3 separate regions of the Mus musculus genome follow, and all the other regions are linked to region 3. A link is a contact called in public Hi-C and Micro-C data. All regions are on one chromosome and are shown on one strand. Each heading gives the region's core, a stretch centred on a gene start, on an enhancer-like site or on the middle of the called end of the contact. The rest is flanking DNA. Distances are from core to core; before and after follow the strand shown.

What was found. Hi-C and Micro-C count contacts between places; a contact is called where the count stands out from the background.
Region 1: a contact with region 3 is called in a Hi-C map of cerebellum, with 8 times the contacts expected there. The contact joins the promoter of Six6 here to the promoter of Pax9 in region 3. A contact is called at or near these places in 2 of 39 promoter capture datasets (cranial neural crest and maxillary cranial neural crest) and 1 of 484 Hi-C or Micro-C datasets (cerebellum).
Region 2: a contact with region 3 is called in a Micro-C map of embryonic stem cells, with 35 times the contacts expected there. The contact joins the promoter of Six1 here to the promoter of Pax9 in region 3. A contact is called at or near these places in 1 of 39 promoter capture datasets (cranial neural crest) and 3 of 484 Hi-C or Micro-C datasets (embryonic stem cells and epiblasts).

What each region holds. Positions count from the first base shown.
Region 1 is chr12:72,938,261-72,942,380 of GRCm38.p6, forward strand. It overlaps Six6 (sine oculis-related homeobox 6), which reads left to right and starts at 1,622. Exons shown (of 2, transcript NM_011384.5): 1 at 1,622-2,367; 2 at 3,367-4,120. The coding sequence starts at 1,796. The coding sequence ends at 3,535.
Region 2 is chr12:73,044,280-73,048,915 of GRCm38.p6, forward strand. It overlaps Six1 (sine oculis-related homeobox 1), which reads right to left and starts at 2,433. Exons shown (of 2, transcript NM_009189.3): 1 at 1,588-2,433. The coding sequence starts at 2,147. Gm51264 (predicted gene, 51264) reads left to right here and starts at 1,606; the gene lies at 1,606-1,669.
Region 3 is chr12:56,692,989-56,697,499 of GRCm38.p6, forward strand. Pax9 (paired box 9) reads left to right here and starts at 2,483. Exons shown (of 4, transcript NM_011041.3): 1 at 2,483-2,876; 2 at 3,586-4,212. The coding sequence starts at 2,873. It overlaps Gm15524 (a long non-coding RNA gene), which reads right to left and starts at 1,779. Exons shown (of 3, transcript XR_003950120.1): 1 at 1-1,779.

The DNA.
Region 1 (4,120 bases), core at 372-2,871, about 16 Mb after region 3:
AGGAATGGTTGCAGGGTTTCCCCCCCACCCCCCACCCCTTTCCCTCTGCTACCCCCCCCCCCCCCGCGAACTGTGAAGATCTGTGAAAATAATATCAGGGTTTTCCGTCAGAACGAGCTTTACCCTGCACTCAGGCGTGGTGTGATCTGACCCGACACATCCAACCATCTGTGCTATCTATCTGCCTTCTGATTTACTCAATCTGTACAAGCCGCATACAACGTGTACTTGATACTAAAGAAAAGACAGCTAGCCCCAGTCCAATTCAGGGATGAACCTTGTCGTCTGATTTTTTTTGGGGGGGGGGCGGGGGGGGGCACCTATACCCAGTGTTTCCTTTCTACCAACTAATAAGCCCCGTCCATGGCTACATGAGATCGTGGTTTCCTCGACGGAAGCCCCAGAAAGCGGTATGATGTGGATGTCAATTGGGAATCAATAAATGTTGCCAATTCAATCTATTGGCCAGAAGGCAGAGTGCCAAAAAAGGCCCATGCTCTCTGCAGGAGGGGTCAGTGACCCGTGGCTCTGACCAATCTACCTTGCCACCTTAACTGCACGGCATTGTGGGATGCAGCCTGCACTTTATCTTGCTGGCACTTCTGATCTAAAAAAAAAAAAAAAAAAAAAAAAAAAAAAAAAAAAAAAAAAAAAAAAACCACACGGTTTCTATGTCCGCCCCAGGAGTTGTAAGTTCTAGACAGAGGCAAAATCAGCCTGCCATGAGAGAATCAAATCTGTTTTTAAAGGATCTTTGAAGTAGGCTTTTAAGTTGCTGTCTTGACCTAAGAATGGCTTCTCACTCTAGATGTGGCTGCTGCCCATTTGTTCAAGTCCACTGAACTGGAGAGAGGGGGTCTATGAAGGATAACTTTATTTAGTCAGAAGCCCCTACAGCTTGCATTTCTTGGAGTTAGACTCCGTGATTAGCACCTAGTTGTCAAATGGTGTGTGTGTGTGTGTGTGTGTCTGTGTGTGTCTGTGTGTGTCTGTGTGTCCTTGCCGCCATATAAAACAGTTCCAGGGACCTTTGAAGGGAGCAAAGTTAGAGTCCAAACTGACCTCTACTACAGATCTGTGGTTCTGTTCCTTCTGTTCCCGGCTTGCTTCCTATGCAGCTGGAAATGGTAAGCGGCAGACAGGCAGGAATGGGTGCCTGGGGAAAAAAAAAATGAGAGGATCCACTTCCCCTCCCTGTCCCTTTGGTGCATGCTCTTCCCGGGGGTGGGGGGTTGTCGCTTCCCTATGTTTAAACTTTCTCAAAGGGTTTGTTTCTCCCAGTCCTCTTTTGTCCTCTGGAGTCCTTTCGACCCCGGCATAGCATCGCTCCCAAAGTGAATTCCTGCAGCATCCTACCTCTCTGGTGGGAAAACAAGAGGGAGGGGCTGGACAGGGGGAGCCCGGAGGGTGAGACGCTGCGGATTTCGTGTGCGTTCCAGCCACTCCTACCTCTTTTTTCATTCTTCAGGTTCAGCAGTCTCCCCGGCAAACCGTGGGCGCTGTCGATTCTGGGGAGGTGCTGAAACGACCGGGGCGCTCTAGTCGCAGCCTTGATTGGCAGAGCAGCCTAGTGACTGACAGGGGGTCTCCATGGCGCCCGCGTCTCCAATCCGCCCACCCCAGTAGCGGCACGGTCTAGCTGGCTGGCTTTTCCTAGCTGAGCAAGCGCAGCCGAACCCAACCCACAGCTCTTCCAGGCGGGAAGGCTCCCCCCGACTCTGTAACCCCCAGCCGCACCCCGCTCGGCCCGCGGGCATCTGCTGCGTGTCCCACCCGGGGCGCCCGCGCAGCCTCGATGTTCCAGCTGCCCATTTTGAATTTCAGCCCCCAGCAAGTAGCCGGGGTATGTGAGACCCTGGAGGAAAGCGGCGACGTGGAGCGCCTAGGTCGCTTCCTATGGTCGCTGCCCGTGGCCCCAGCAGCTTGTGAAGCCCTTAACAAGAATGAGTCGGTGCTGCGAGCGAGAGCCATCGTGGCTTTCCACGGTGGCAACTACCGCGAGCTTTATCATATCCTGGAAAATCATAAGTTTACTAAGGAATCGCACGCCAAGCTGCAGGCGCTGTGGCTCGAAGCGCATTACCAGGAGGCAGAGAAGCTGCGTGGACGGCCCCTAGGGCCAGTAGACAAGTACCGAGTAAGGAAGAAGTTCCCGCTGCCGCGGACCATTTGGGATGGCGAACAGAAGACTCACTGCTTCAAGGAGCGCACGCGGCACCTGCTTCGAGAGTGGTACCTTCAGGACCCATATCCCAACCCCAGCAAAAAGCGAGAGCTCGCCCAGGCAACCGGACTGACCCCCACACAGGTGGGCAACTGGTTCAAAAACCGCAGACAAAGAGACCGGGCAGCTGCAGCCAAAAACAGGTCAGTACCAGCAGGCCTCTAGGCTTGGTGCACACCGGGATGGGGCGGGAGGAGGCATTCTTGGCCCTTACCTGGTGTCCAGGGACCCAAATTCAAAGGGAGCTGGGAATGCAGTCTGTCTTGGGTTTATGAGCCCACTGTGTTCTAGATTCCTATGCAGGCTCCTGGTTCCCCACCGTCCCCCCCCCCTGGTTCTTGGGGTTTTGGGGGTCACTGCAGCAGCTGATGTGGGTCACCAAACTAAAATGTCGCTGTAGTTAGGGAAACGGGGGCGGAGGGAGGGAGAAAGATTAAAAGCCCAGGATCAATCAGAAATCCAGAGGCCCAAAGCTAATTTTTACTAGCATGGACCCAGGCTCTCATCAAGTGAAGCCTATTTAGTTAGCTCTATTTTTAAATCCCGGCTGCATCCTTCCCTGATGCTCTGAAAAAGGTTTCAGTTTTCAGAGAGTCTCAGATTCTAAGAGGCAGAAAGACGTGTTTCCTCATGACAACTATCCTGTCTCCACCCAGCAAGCTAGTCGGCCTATGCTTTTCATTCGCCAGCTTTTGGAGCTTGCAACTCAGGCCCAAACTCTTCAAGCATCCTCTAGCCTCAGGCATGACCCATAGGGAGATGTAGTATTAGAAAAGGAATCTCGTATCCTGAAGCCTTATCTGTCCCGCTTTGCGCTGGAGGATTTCTGACAATCCTCCAGTAAATCTCCCAACATTTGGGTGACAAATGAGAAAGATCTGGGGAGGCTAAGGCGGAATTCATAGTGAGCTGAGAAACAAGGAGACAGACATACAGACAGACAGAGAGGGGCAACGGCAGGATTCCGCGAAAGAGCTGTGGTGCATCGGTCCAAACCCGGTCACTTCACCTTCCCCAGCTTGTCAAGGTCTGAATAAGAGTCTTAACAAGGAGCTGGAGGTAGACGGGTCGGAGAAAAGGGGTACAATGTGGCGGCTTGATTTCTTGCTGTGACCAGTGTCCCTTTCTCCCCAACCCTCCAGACTCCAGCAGCAGGTTCTGTCGCAGGGCCCCGGGCGGGTGCTACGCTCGGAGGGTGAGGGAACGCCTGAGGTGTTGGGCGTCGCCTCCAGCCCGGCTGCCAGTCTGTCGAGCAAGGCGGCCACTTCGGCCATCTCCATCACATCCAGCGACAGTGAGTGCGACATCTGAGCTGCCCACTCATCACACTTAGAATCCAGTGTAAAAATGAGATACACAAAATAAAAAAAGAGAGAGAAAGAGAGAGGACAAGACCAGCAAATACGGCGCTGGCAGAAGCCCCGTGGCCAGGGACCCGCGGGCCTAAAGGCTCTAGAAGCGAGAATCCATCGCGACTCTGGGGCATGCGGTGAGGCCTGACCCAATGCTACTTCTCTTCGCATTGCTTTTCCTGAAGGATCTGGCTGCAAAGACTCCTTTGGAACAGAACTGCACTCTGAGAGCCTGCCCTTGAGTCTCCTGCGGGTATTTCACTTCGAAAGGACGCTGTTATATATATGTATAACTTTTGCTTTGAAGGTTTCTTTTTTAAAAAACAAAACAAAACATATATATGCTGTTTATTTACTTATTTAAAAGACTTCCATGATAGGTTTCTCTGTAGCTTGGGGAACTTGCTGTTTTGAATGAGCAAGCTCACGCGTTCTGTGTGAAGAAGCCAAATAATAAAACAACTTGGTGGATAACCTTTCTTAATTAAGAGAGCTGCTATCTCAGATTTTAAAAATCACTCTTATTTCCTTTGCTGGGCACGCA
Region 2 (4,636 bases), core at 1,183-3,682, about 16 Mb after region 3:
AAGTCAATTGCCTGCCTCCATCTGAGGAAACAATTAGATGACCAGTTTCCCTGCCCCTGTCTGGAGGCTGGGGTTCCAGAGACCTAGGACAGGTCATGGGAAGTCGTGCCCAGAGCGGCCCAGTGACCTGAGTAAACACAGGGAGCTTAGCCAGTCTCTCGGATTTCACCCGGGAGTGGGCCCTCGCTTGGCTTGGGGACCGGCCGTTTTGTAAACTAAAGGGTAGCTGGAGCCGAGCAATCCCTGTTTCGTTACTCCTAGTTCATTCCCCAGCCCCTCCTGCTCTCCTCTCTGAGCTGCTCGCCCACAATCCAGAGCCTCCCACCCTTTCTCAGCCGGGCAAACTTCGCTGCCCCGCCCCGGCTGGGCGCCGGCCGACCCCGCACAACGGAGTGTCAGTCCGTCCCCGCACCGGGTCCCCGGGTCCCCGGGTCCCACTCAACTTCAGGACTGCTCGCTCTTCCTCCTTTCCAGCGCCGGCGGCCACCCGGAGCCTAGCGCTCGCCCGCCTGCACACTCCCTTCCCAGCACCGTCTTTCTCTTCCGGAGAGCCCCTTTCCCCGGAATTTAGGCAGGCTCTGTGGTTTCCCCACCCAGGGGGAATCCTGGAAGCCAGATCTTCGGCCCCCAGGCTGACAGTGAACAAAGGCGAGCACAGCGGGGCTCTGTGCCCAGCTCCCCAACTTTTCCGCCCCGCGCTCCTCCGAACCTCGGCCAGAAGCTCCGCTACGAACCTCCCGGGCCGAGGAACCGCCGCGTCTGCGAGAGGAGAGGAGGGGAGAAGGGAGACTTTTCCCCTTTCTTTCTTTTTCTTTCTTTCTTTTCTTTTCTTTTTTTAAAGCTTTGCTTCCGTGCTCCCGGGAGGGGGAAGCCAGCGACTGGAGCCCTTCTCCTCGCCCGCAGCGGCGGCGGCGGGGCCAGCGAAAGCAACCCGGCCAAGCATGAGGGAGCGCGGCAGGCGGCAGTCTTCTCCCGGCTTGGGGCCTCTGATAGGACACCCAGCAGCGACACCCCCAGTGTCCCCTTTCCAGGGTATTTCTTTTTACAAGACTCCTCCCTTTGTCCAACTAGCGCGAAATGAAGCAGAACTCTCCTCCATAGACTAGCCGGAGAGAATGAGCAGAGAGCCGGGAGGTACTGGGGGCCGAGCGTTCGACTCAGACCAGCTTCAAGACGGAGCGAAAGAGCGGAGGTTCGAGACCTTCCGCCGTACCGAACAGCTTCCCTCGCGATACCAAGCAATACCCCCGTTTCCTCTGATCTACAAACTCCCTGGCCATCCCTTCTCTTCGCCGGAGCCAGCCCGGAGGGCATGAAACAAACCCAACGCCGACCGTTCCCCACACTTTCCCTCACCAAAGAAACCCACGCGCGAGTGCTCCACGCAAACGCGACCCAGTCCCTAACAGGCAACCTCAAGAGTTCATGAACCTTCACAGCAGCGTCGCCGAGGCCGGGGTGCCGCCCCACGGACCTCTGCCGGGTGGCGGCGGGTAGGAAGCTGGTGGCGACGCCTGCGGGGGGCAGAAGGGAGCGAAGGGTGAAACTTCCCGGGGTCACCCGAGCCTGGGCAAGCACGCCGCGTACCTTTCCTTGGCCTCGGCGGCCCGGTCTCTTTGCCTCCGGTTCTTAAACCAGTTGCTGACCTGGGTGGTGGTGAGGCCGGTGGCCTCGGCCAGCTCCCGTTTCTCCCTCGGTGAGGGGTAGGGGTTGTGCGCGTACCACTCCCGCAGCACGCCCCGAGACTTCTCCTTAAAGCAGTAGCTGGTCTCCTCGCCGTCCCAGATGGTCCGCGGCAACGGGAATTTTCGGCGCACCCGATATTTGCCCACGGCACCCAGGGGTCGGCCGCGAAGTTTCTCGGCCTCCACGTAGTGCGCTTTCAGCCACAGCTGCTGCAGTTTGGGGTGATTGTGAGGCGAGAACTGGTGGCTCTCCAGTATCTTGTAGAGCTCGCGGAAGTTGCCGCGGTGGAAGGCGACCACCGCCTTGGCCTTGAGCACGCTCTCGTTCTTGTGCAGGTGATCGCAGGCGGGCAACGACCACAAGAACCTGCCCAGGCGTTCCAGGTTCCCTCCTTGCTGCAGAACTTCGCACACGCACGCCACTTGCTCTTGCGTAAAACCAAACGACGGCAGCATCGACATGGCTGGCGCTGCCGGGGCGCACGGGCCCGGGCGCACGCGGCAGTGAGCAGAGCTGGGAGAGCAGGGGGCGGCTGCCGCGGGGAGGGGGGCGCGGCTGCTCCTAACCCCCTCCCTAGCCTTGGCGCGGGCGAAGAGACCAGTCGAACCTCGGCGGGTGGGAGGCCAAGGAAGACGAAGAGAAGTAGGGGTGAGCTAGACTCCGAGTGGCTGGCGTTCTCTACAGCCTTCTGGGCCTCGCTGGCTCCCGCCTGCCGCCGGGTGGATGCTGCTGGTTGCCGGGGAACTTGGTTTCTGTTCTCCCCGCAGCGGCCTTAAAGCGCGCAGCGTCCCCGACACGCTGATTGGCTGCGAGCGGCGCCTATCCGAAGCTGGCCAGCCTGCGCGCCGCCCGGCCCGGCAGCAAAGCCGCGCCACCCTGCCGCCCCGCGTGGGGAGGGCGAAGCTACCGAGTGCTGCCTAGGATAAGAAGTGGTGGGAGGAGAAGGACCCGGAGAGGTGGGAAGTGAGGTGGGGTCGGGAGGAGGGAACTGGGGTGCTGAAAAGGGTGGTGACCAAGTCAGGACCTTGCGAAGCGGCGCCCTCTTTGGTGTCACCTAAGGGGAGCCTCACGCAGCACAAATCAATGGCTGCAGACGTTCTAATGACCCTCTTCTCCATATTCTTAGCCCTGTCTCTTGCAGTCTTGGCTTTTCCCGGTGAGCTCATATTTAATTACCTTAATGTTAAGATGAATAAATAATGGATTGATGAATAGCTTATGGAATGAGATAAATAATACAAAAGGAGACTAGGGTTCTGTGCTGCAAGCACTCTGAAAGTGGCTTCTTCCAGGTTTGGTTCCTGGAGGTGAAGACAAACCTAGCCCCCCACCCCCACCCCCACCCCCACCCCCCAACTCCTACACCCTTTCTCTTCCTAACTCCTAACACCTCCTAAAGGTCTCAAGGACTCTGATCTGGGCAACATTCCCCTCATTCTCAAAGTGCCTCTAGAAGAGGGATCAGAAGGGTTGACCCTGGCACTGTAGCATAGAGACACCAGGGCTTCATCTGCAATTTAGAATCTTGCTGTCCATAGACTTCTGGACTCAGTTTCCCCAGTTGTACGGTTGCGTTTTTTCAAAGCAACCCCTGCTACCGATGGATGCTGAAAAGCTTTACTTGCCATTAGCAAAAAAAAAAAAAAAAATTGGGGAACCTCATGCAAAAGGCGCTGAATGGGGTGTAAATTAAATAAAACTGCGCCCAGCTCCAATAACTGTCTGGTTGTAACATAATCCTTGCCCTGCTCTGAGAGGGACACTGCCCTCTAAGCTAGAACCACAGTGGCTCCAAGAAGATTAAATAAAGTGTGTGTGTGTGTGTGTGTGTGTGTGTGTGTGTGTGTGTTTGCAATGCTGGCCTATTTTACTGCCAGCCAATGAGATGTGTCCTGCAATTTAAGTTCCATCATCTGCTATTTTGTTTCTGTGGGGAGAATGCTTAGTAAAACTGCACAGACAAATGAAGCTGTAATTAACTTAAGCCTCATTTGCACACCTTGTTCCAAAGCAATTATTAAAAAGATTTCAAAAACAATTAGCCTCTCTAAACAAAGATAATCTATTGTCAGTGGCTAAGTCAAGCAAGAGATAAGAACAATGGGTGGAGATAAGGGAAGGTGGAGGGAGAGTGACTTTATGACTATACTTATCTCTGATTAGATAAGTTGAAAACAGAATTTTAAGTACACTTCAAAAATGCTTTTGATTCCGGTGTGCCCTCTTAGGGAGTGGCAGGGAGCAAACACTGGGCTCTTCAAACTAGCTTGTCTCCTTGCCGTGGTTTGATTCCATCAGCCAAAGAACTCTTTGCATTTTGAGATCCAAGTGAGAGAAGGGATTCCCTTTGTATTATTTAGATGTTTTTTTAAAAAATGCACCCAGTTCAGTGCACCCTGCTACATGCCTTTCAACATCATAAAGGGTTCCCACCTCAGGGCTGTTTCCCTGGAGAGATTGTAAGTAGCCAGAAAACCTCTTCTCTGATGAGCTCCCACACAAGGCTTTCTGCTTCCTTGAAACTCCGTCTACCCTGAGCAATTAAACCTTGGAAGCAGATGCTGATATGTCATTACATTTAGGCTTGGGTTTTTTTTTTAAATATATAAAATGCATTTAATGGTATTTATCATTTCAAAAGAGCTCCTGCCACATGGTATGCCTGATGACTTACTTTCTAAACTGGAAGCCTGGCACTGCTGAGCCCAAGGCTGTGTGCCTGGTAATTTTCCCTCGCTGTCTTATTTTAGTGCTCATGACGTTTCAGTTGAAGTCTTGGGGAACTGTAGTGTCCTGCCAAGAGGAATGTCTCTGCTTGGAACAGTCCTTATTGACATGGCAGCTGTGTGAGGACCAGAATGGGGACTTATACGGGCTCTCAAAATCAGTACCCTAAAGTCTGGAACAAGTGTGCACAATTAAAATGGGAAGAGGGTTATAAGCACAACCA
Region 3 (4,511 bases), core at 1,233-3,732:
ATATTTACCCAGAGAAGGGGTCGCCCCAGAGGAGGCCTTGGAGTTTAGAGAAAGGCTTTTGGTTTCCTTCTGGCCCGAGCCAGCTGCAGGCCTTTCTGGTTGTGTTTTGGTTTTGGTCTTAGATTTTTCCTTTCAGTAAAAATTCTCCTGATTCCCCCATGACCTCTTGGATCCAGATCTCAGTAACCAGGGGCCCTGGACCTCAGTGACCCTTGCTCTTTCTTGAAGTCCTGCATCTCTATGTCCACTAGGGCTCACTGGAGGGCTCTCTTCTCCATCTCCTACCCTCTTCTACCCACTCCTTCATTTCTTGTCTCTCACCTCACACATCTCCGCCCTCCTGGTTTTTGCTAAGACTCCTGGGATCTGTGGCTACTTGATCCCTAGGGCACTGTGTGCCCTTGCTTGGGAAGGGGAGTTTCCTCACAGGCCCCTTCTTGGAGATGACATGGCTCTCCTCTATTCCAGCATCTTCGGTTTATAAGGTCTCTAAGCACCGGGTGGTCATGGGCGCTGAAAGTGGCCCAAAGTGCCCAAGGTTGATTTATTCTGGGCCTCCAAGAATATTCTGGTAGGAGAGCCTGAGGGACACTGAGGAGACCCAGTAAAATGCTGTCCGCGCATGCCCAGGGAGATCACCAACAGCCAGGTCCAACAGATAGAAAGAAAAAAAAAAAACCGATAGATGACCAACAGTAGACCTGTGCAAGAGCAAGGGAGGTGTGCGACAGCTAAAGGGGGCGGCAGTAGATGTTATGTACTAAACCCCAAACTAGACACACAGGTCTCTTGATCACTCCGGGTTGATGTAGCTAGATTCTCATTAGGACACCACATCTTGCTAGTCCACACGGGCTGGGGCACTATCTCTGTACACCAGTTCAGAAGGGTGTGAAATACTCAGTGGGTGCACGGAAGTAGAGCAAAGAGCACACTCAGAGAACACTTCTTGCCCGTGAGGATGAAGGTTCCTCATCACGGAGCAGAGCACAGTATCTTCTGTGAGCAAGTCTCAGGCGAAGTTCTGATCTCCACTCAGTCTCTGAGTTGCAAGTAATTTATACTATAGCATGGGGCTGGGGGTGCTTCTGAAATCTTGGCTTTCCTTGTTATAAAGCACCTGACTACGCAATACAAGTATTGAGCGGAGACAAGGATGAAACCACAAAGTCGAGCCTTGAAATGACTTTGAACATCTGAAACCAACAAATAAAGGGGGGGGGGGGCTATGTTCAAGTATTTCTATTTGTGAAGCCTCATTGTGGAAATACCTGACTGCAATAAAAGACATTTGAAGTAATCTTTCAATCCTTAACTTGATTGTAACTTGAATTCAGGGTGCACACCCACCACAGAAGCAGATGCCTGGAGATCAATGGTCAGCTCCAAGACTGATTACTAGACGTCCTGGGCTCTTGTCATTTACTGGTGAACATCGGGATTCCTCTGATTTCTTTGTGTGCAGAACCTTCGGGAGAGTGCGCGCATCACCTACATCCTGGATATGTGTTAAAGAGAGGGCTGTTGTGATGGAGACGAAGTAATATCATCCACTTTCCGGTGTCACACAAATACCCGAATCCATTCACAATGCTTCTCTTCCTTATTTCGTCCACATACGTCACAACCTTGTCTCCATAAAGAAATGCATTTCTCTGTCCCAAACTCTTCTATCCGTTTCGGATTTGGGTGAATGAAAGTGAAAAATCCCCAGGTAGGCAGAACCACACAGCATCTGTGGTAGCTAAGCTGAAGTCGCGGGGAATTACATACAGATGCTCAGAGGCAGTGTCAGCGGGTACCTCCTTGGGGCTGACTTTCATATTTAAAATCAAACCTTTCAAGGTGGCTCTATGGTGTTGAGAACCCTGGCAAATTCTTACACACGGAAACCAGGACCCTGGGTGAGTGATGCAAGGGGGTGGGATGGGATGGACGTGGCCACTGCCACCAGCGCTCCGGGGATCAACCCTCCTTCCCCGTGGACGTCCTGTGCTCCTCTTTAGTCTGGTTTTTTAATTTTTTTTTCCTCACTGCACCTGGCCTCTGCTAGGATCCTGCTTGACTGAGGTTTAGCCCCTCACTGCTGGACTAACCACTTCGGGCGGGGTACGGGAAGGAGTCTCTTGTCCTTACACCTCAAGCGCCTCCTCCACTCGACTTCTCCCCATCCTGAGTGAACTGGAAGGAGATAGAATTTGTGGACAAGATTCTGACAGTCCCCAAAGGTCAGCATGACAGGTAGTTCTCAGTCATCCCTTAAGGGTCGTGCCACTTGTTCTCTGAGAGCTCTAACCTCCAACTTTAATTTGACAAATTCATCTCTTCCCCAAAAGGTGTCCTCGGTCTCTACCCACTTAAAGTTATTCAAACCGAGACCAAAGCTTCTGTTCGCTTATTCAGCATTTTTATCAGCTTGATTTTGCACTCTGTTTGCGGCGCCCCTGGGAAGACGTCAAACACTCTTATTCATTGTATTTAGTCACCCAGGTGCGGAGCCAGCCAGAAACAGACGGCGGAAGGAGTTTCCCGGACTGAGCTGTCACTCACCGGCCTGCACCAATTACAACGCAGATTGCTCGCGGGCCCACCTCTTTTGGGGTGTGTCACAAGTGAGTGATAGACTGAGCCGCCCGGCCCTGCTCAGCCCAGCCCACGTTGCTGCTTAGATTGAAATGCAGAACTCAAGCCTCTTTCAGCCCGGCACAGACTTCCTTTTACTCTTTCCTTTGGCACTCTTGTCGCCTCCTCCCGGGAAGAAGCCAAGGCACCCTCGGCTTGGAGCAGCGACAGGCCGGCTCAGTGAGAACAAGAAAAAAGTTTCTTTCTGGGAGTGCGGAACTGGGGCCGGGTTGGTGTACTGCTCAGAGCAATGGGTGAGTGGCTGATGGGGGACGTTGTCAGATCCGAGGAGGGAGGGAGCGAGCAGGCGAGGGCTAGAGGGAGGGAGCTGAGGCGCGCCACCGCGCTGTATTGACTCAGACTGCGTCCGTCGAGCTGTAAGCACCCTCCAAGGGTCAGTGGCGGAAAGGGTTCTGTGAGAGCCACTGGGTGACAATTGATGCCATTTTGCGATTTAAGGGAAGAGGGCCGTGGCATTGGCGAATCTCGCAGCTCCAGTGTCAATCCAAGTTTTGTTGCACACGTGTTTACACTTGCAAGCAAAACAGAACAAAAACACCCCCCCCCCAGCTTTCTCTGGACTGCGTCTAACCCCGCAGAAGGGAGGGGTAAGGCGGTGGAAGGGAGCAAGGGCCGAGTGTTTTGGTACCAGGCAGGCAAAGAGGGGCGCGCTGGAGCCTCAGAACCGATTTCCCCGCCTGCTTCGGAGAGTTTTAAGTGTCCGGAGTTGCCCTGGGTCTCTCTTCTTGTTTGTTGTTGGGAATCGCAAAGTAGGAGCGAGGTCTGGCCGCAGCTTGTTTTGAGACGTTTGGCTCAGGCCGGAACAGTCTGGTTTCGGGGCAACCCCAGTCCTTATAGAAGGGTGTCATAACCCTGCCCCTGGACGCTCTTGGAGGCCGAGTGGCAGGCGGCTGTCCCAAGCAGTTGGTGCGCGTTGTGGCGCGCTCTGTGCTCCTTTTGCAGAGCCAGCCTTCGGGGAGGTGAACCAGCTGGGAGGAGTGTTCGTGAACGGAAGGCCGCTGCCCAACGCCATTCGGCTTCGCATCGTGGAATTAGCCCAACTGGGCATCCGACCTTGTGACATCAGCCGCCAGCTACGGGTCTCGCACGGCTGCGTCAGCAAGATCCTGGCGCGCTACAACGAGACCGGTTCGATTTTGCCGGGAGCTATTGGGGGGAGCAAGCCCCGGGTCACCACCCCTACTGTGGTGAAACACATCCGGACTTACAAGCAGAGGGACCCAGGCATCTTCGCTTGGGAGATCCGGGACCGCCTGCTGGCGGATGGCGTGTGCGACAAGTACAACGTGCCCTCGGTGAGTTCCATCAGCCGTATTCTGCGCAACAAGATCGGCAACTTGGCCCAGCAGGGTCATTACGACTCATACAAGCAGCACCAGCCCGCGCCGCAGCCCGCGCTGCCCTACAACCACATTTACTCATATCCCAGTCCCATCACGGCGGCAGCAGCTAAGGTGCCTACACCACCTGGGGTGCCGGCCATCCCCGGATCGGTGGCCTTGCCGCGCACCTGGCCCTCCTCTCACTCCGTCACGGACATTCTGGGCATCCGCTCCATCACCGACCAAGGTAAGGAGCTCAGAGGCAGTGTGCAGAGCGGAGTGGGTTCCTGCACGCGTTCGGGAACCCCAGTACCTTCGGCCTCTAGCGAGTGTCTATCCCACCACCTGTGGCTCTTTTCTTTTGGAAACCTAAGGAGTCTTCCCAGGGGGTGTCCTGATCTCATTAACTTGAAACTCTTGCCCCTCTGTTTCCTTGCCACACACAGTCTCCAGCCTCATCTCAAACTACCAGACCCATAACATACCCCCCCCCCCAAACACATGGTTCGCATTTTCCACCCTCCCCCGCCTCTCGCGCACTCAGCC